2 separate regions of the Danio rerio genome follow, and region 2 is linked to region 1. The links are chromatin contacts, called in public Micro-C maps. All regions are on one chromosome and are shown on one strand. Each heading gives the region's core, a stretch centred on a gene start, on an enhancer-like site or on the middle of the called end of the contact. The rest is flanking DNA. Distances are from core to core; before and after follow the strand shown.

Region 1 (2,700 bases), core at 164-2,663:
GATCAGGTGTGTTTAATTAGGGTTGGAACTAAACTGTGCAGAGCTGCGGCCCTTTTGGAATTGAGTTTGACACCTGTGGTTTAGGGGTGTGTTTGATTGCCACGCCTTTTTTTTTTAAATGGTTCATTTTCATATGACTGAACTTGTACGAAATAGCCACTAAACTGGCAAATCGGAAAATACTTACCTGTTCTCGTGAGAACACCTTAGTGTCAAATGGCAGGGCATAGTGGTCTTTCTCTCTGAAAAGGCAGTGATTCAGGCTTCTGGATCGGATGAAATGAACAGTTTGCTTTTATGCTGTTGCATCCAGTGGACACAATTGGAACAGCAGTTTCTTTTATTGAAAACTTGCAGCTCATTTTTATTCTTTACAGAATCATCTCGCGGGCTGGATTAAACCCGTTTGTGGGCCTGATCTAGCCCGCGGCCCCTATGTTTGACACCCCTGGTATATATGCTGTATGCAAGGTAGTGAGACAGATGTTTCTCAGAAAATTGATGCAGCTTATGCAAAATGTATCTTCTGTGAAAAATGCAAAAACAGGTTTGCAAACACCTGTGTAATCTTAACTCCACCAAATGTTGAATATCAGTTTCACACTCACTGTAGTCCGACATTGGTGCAACAGCAATACACACTAAAAAAATGCTGGTTGGGTCAAATATGGACATTTTTTTCAATTAAATTAAATAATAATAATAAAACACTTTTTACCCAATGGTTAGTTTTATCCATATTTGACCCAACTTTGGATTATGACAACCCAGAATTTTTTATAATGTATTGATACTGTATCTCATTCATTCATTCATTCATTCATTCACCTTCAACTTAGTCTCTTTATTCATCAGGGGTCACCACAACAGAACGAACCACCAACTTATCCAGTATATGTTTTACACAGCGGATGCACTTCCAGCTGCAACCCAACATTAGAAAACACAGACACTTATGCACTACGCATAACTTAGCTTATTCAATTCACCTATACCACATGTCTTTGGACTGTAACCGATGCACCGGGAGGAACCCCACACAAACACGGGGAGAACAACCCAGAGCTGCAACCCAGTACTAGGAAACACCCATACACTCTAACATTCACACTCATATACTACGGCCAATTTAGTTGATTTAATTCTGTGCATGTCTTTTACTCTGTGGTAAACTGGAACAGCTAGAGTTAACCCATGCCAACACAGGGAGAACAGGCAAACTCCACACAGAACAATGTGTTATTAAATATAACAAGGTTAAAAATTGCTGATAATGTTCTTGTAAATAAGCAGTATGCTGAGTCATAGACTAATTGCATAAATAGCAATCCTCCTTCCCCTGAGGAGAACTATGTTCAGTGTACAGTATGGATGGCATTCTTCACTTTGTGGCACTTACTCACCTCAACAGAATCCAGTGTGTCTTCTCTTGTTTATGTGGCAGTATATCAAACGTTGGCTTTCAGACTGCTGAGACCGGTGTGTGTCCTGTTTAGTTTCTGAGAATGATCACTGAGGTGTGGTTTCTGTTCCACCCAGTGGGTTAAATGCACTAGCTATGCTGGCAGACTCGCTCCAAATCATGGTTGTTCTCAGACGCTTGACTGCAGCATTAGTGTGAGAAGAAAAGGTTTATTTGAGGACACGGAGTGGAAAAAATACATAATGTGCTCCATGTGGCCTCGTTGGGGTTTTCACTTGGTGATTATTTTACCAAAACATATATAGACTGCCAATGCTGCTTGGCAGGAGAGCTCAGTTTAAGTTTTCCTGTAAGCTGTAGGACATTATTTTTTTTACAGACAGAAGCTTCCAGCAAGGAGAAGAAACCCATCGCCAGTGTTATAGTTTGGTGTTTTGGGGCCAATTAAATGAGATTGCTTGATAAAGAAGCAGGGGAATGTTTTAAAAGTAGCATCAGATCAGATTTAATACTTTTTAAATGTATTTTAGTAGTGGTTTTGGTTTAACAAATATACACTATCTGACAAAAGTCTTGTCGTTGATCCCAGTTGTAAGAGCAACAAATAATAACTTGACTTCTAGAAGGTAGAGTTTTCTGATGAATCATCTGTTGAACTGCATCTCAATCATCACCAATACTGCAGAAGATCTATTGGAACCCACATGGACCCAAGATTCTTATAGAAATCAGTTAAGTTTGGTGAAGGAAAAAATCATGGTTTGGGGTTACATTCAGCAGCCCGAGGTATCAAGACATTGGTGCTGCCCATTACATTACAAACCACAGGAAAGGGGAAATTCTTTAGCAGGATAGCTCCTTCTCATACTTCAGCCTCCAAATTAAAGTTCCTGAAAGCAAAGAAGCACAAGGTGCTCCAGGATTGGCCAGCGCAGTCACCAGATATTAACATTATTGAGCATGTTTTGGGTAATATGAAGGAGGGTGCATTGAAGATGAATCTAAAGAATCTTGATGAACTCTGCAAGTCCTGCAAGAACACTTTCTTTGATCATATTTCATTTTGGTAAAATTAGCGTATTCTAGGGGCCTTCATATAAACCATTTCTGATACCAATTGATTATCCAGAAGTCAGGCGGCAAGACTTTAATTAGGTAGTATAGTCATTGTTTTTTTTTATTTGGAAATGAAATGACGTGACATTTTACAGCATGAATTGACCTATGCAAAACTGATCAGATGTTTGATCATTAAAATACAAATTAAACAATAATAG
Region 2 (2,700 bases), core at 68-2,567, 45 kb before region 1:
AAAGTACCTGATGTCATGCGCTCCAGCATGAAAAGTCTAGAGTAGATACAGCTGAGGATACTTGGAGGTGAAGACATTCAATTCAATTCAAATCATTCATTCATTCATTTTCTTTTCGGCTTAATCCCTTTATTAATCTGGGGTCGCCACAGTGGAATGAACTGCCAACTTATCCGGCATATGTTTTACACCGCGGATGCCCTTCCAGCCACAACCAATCACTGGTAAACATCCATGCACACTCATTCAATATGGACAATTTTATCTCACCCAATTCACCAAGAGCACATGTCTTTGGACTTGTGGGGGAAACCGGAGCAGCCTGGAGAAAACCTATGCGAACACGGGGAGAACATGCAAACTCCACACAGAAAAGCCAACTGACCCAGCCGAGGCTCGAACCAGCGACCTTCTTGCTGTGAAGCGATCGTGCTTCCCACTGCGCCACCATGCAGCCCTCAATTTAATTCAAGTTTAGCACTTTTCACAATAATTATTATTTTAAAGCAGCTTTACAAATGGTGCACACTATTGCATTGCAATCAAATTCATAAAAGTTATGGTTATTAGTTACTATAACTAAATTTAGTACTAACAGTCAATACAGCGGTATTTTTGAGACGCTGTACAACAATGACTATTGTTATGTTTCTGTTTAGGTTTAGGGTTGGGGTATGAGGGAGATGTTAATAAACACAATGTAATGGTTAATTGAACAAATAATAGTAAAGTAAGTAAATAGTTCTTGTTAACTTCTGCCTGGAGCTGTATCCCTTTTAGCAACAACCCTCCAGTGTCAAGACCATTGATACATTGAATGCCCTGTACGTTAATGCAGAGCCATATTGCATTTGCAGAACTGAAATCGGCACCTTAGGCCATATTTCACGCCTACATAACTTTACGTTTTTTTAAGAACAGATATGTGTAATATCACAAGCTCTGACGCACCATTCCAGGAAAGTTCATTGTTTAGTTTTCTTTTCGTGAGGCGCCTCTCGTTGCATTTTTTAACCCTCTTGTTGTTTTTCTGCAGGAGAATGAAGTGGGTCAGCTGCGAGAGGAGTTGTGTGTGATGGAGAAACGCTCCGCACAAGCCGAGGTCAGACTCCAGGCCAGTGTTTCCACTCTGCAGCAGGAGCTTGAGCAGCAGAGGGAAGAGCACCGCAAAGAGGTGCACAGAAAGTTTCATCTTGGTTCTGGCTGGTCTGTTTTGCTGGACCTGACCCTTTCTTTTTCACTCTCACAGCTTTCAGCCCTGCAGCAGACGCGTGGGCAGCTGCTGATGGTGTCGGATCAGATCTCCAGCAGTTTGCGTAACTCTGGGGAGCAGCTGAGCCAGCGGCTGCAACAGGCCAGAGATCAGCTGGAGGAGGCCAGGTCTACCTCTGCGCGCCTACACGCTGAGCTTCACAACAAAGAACAGCTCCTGCAGAATGCTAATGAGAACCTGCTTATCAAGGTGCGTGACTCATTGTAGGGTGTGATCAACTTCATTTCAGAAAACAATTTAATGCAAACAATGCAAACTTGATGAACTGTTTATCCCAAGGCTCGTATAAAAGTTTTTTACACTTAAGTTTAGTACATTTAGTGCAAGGAAAGCACTTACAATAAATACAATTTTATTGAGAAACTTACAGCACTTACAATAAATAAAATCTTATTAAAAAAAAGTTTTAAAAAAATAGATTTAAAATTTTCTTTGTTATTTATTTATTTATTTATTTTGCAGAATTTGGACAAATTCTAACTAATTATTAATATTAAGTGAACATTTTGTAAGTTTATACAAACTGTTAATATTTATCTGTAATATTATATTTGTAATATTTTTACAGACTTTTAAAATGACCATTGTAATGTTTTGCTGTAAAATAAAAATGTCATTTATATTTAAAGTGTGTAGTAGTAGTAATAATAATAATAATAATAATAATAATAATAATATAAATTATAAATACACATATATGCAAATATAAATGCAATTGGTTTATAGATCCACAGTGACCTGCTTCTCTCTGCAACGTACATATTTCTGTAATTAGTTCACACTAGTCATATCACAACAAATACTTACAATTTTGTAAACATGTAGTTCTTACACCACAATAATAAGTAACCTCGGAGTAGTAACAGTATTCAGAAAAGAAAAGTGTAATGATAAAACAAACAGAAACTGTTTAATTTTCAGACACCCTTACTTTTCACATTTTTTGCTATAAAAATGACTTTGTGGTGGTTATTCTCAGAAATTTGTGGATAATTTGGCAATAAAAATAAATAAATATATATATTACATTTTAATATAAATAAAACAATAATTATATACAGTTTAAAAAATATATATATAATATATAGTATGTATATATATATACAGTGAATATTATTAGCCCCCCCTTTGAATTGTTTTTTTTTTTTCCCCCAAATGATGTTTACCAGAGCAAGAAAATTTTCAGAGTATGTCTGATTTTTTTTTTTCTTCTGGAGAAAGTCTTGTTTATTTTATTTCGGCTGAAATAAGTTTATAATCTTTTTAAGACCATTTTAAGGTCACAATTATTAGCCCTTTTAAGCTATATATTATTTCGATAGTCTACAGAACAAACCATTGTTATACAATAACTTGCCTAATTACCCTAACCTGCCTAGTTAACCTAATTAACCTAGTTAAGCCTTTAAATGTCACTTTAAGCTGTA

Evidence for each region. A called contact is a pair of places that touch in the nucleus more often than the background predicts.
Region 2: a Micro-C map of caudal fin shows a contact between it and region 1, with 1.7 times the contacts expected there. The contact joins two enhancer-like sites. A contact is called at or near these places in 2 of 18 Hi-C or Micro-C datasets (caudal fin and hematopoietic stem cells).

Annotation. Positions count from the first base shown.
Region 1 is chr2:10,857,869-10,860,568 of GRCz12tu, reverse strand. The region is part of intron 2 of scinlb (scinderin like b); the gene reads left to right. Among named protein-coding and RNA genes, the nearest start is that of scinlb, 15 kb to the left of the region's middle. Within about 2 kb of position 1,413, at least 7 of the 62 cell types and tissues checked have an H3K27ac peak or open chromatin away from gene starts, as enhancers often do. A contact at or near this core is called in caudal fin, where this site is marked.
Region 2 is chr2:10,903,163-10,905,862 of GRCz12tu, reverse strand. It overlaps ccdc18 (coiled-coil domain containing 18), which reads left to right. Exons shown (of 28, transcript NM_001365136.1): 25 at 1,037-1,174; 26 at 1,250-1,462. Among named protein-coding and RNA genes, the nearest start is that of scinlb, 30 kb to the right of the region's middle. Within about 2 kb of position 1,317, at least 4 of the 62 cell types and tissues checked have an H3K27ac peak or open chromatin away from gene starts, as enhancers often do. A contact at or near this core is called in caudal fin, where this site is marked.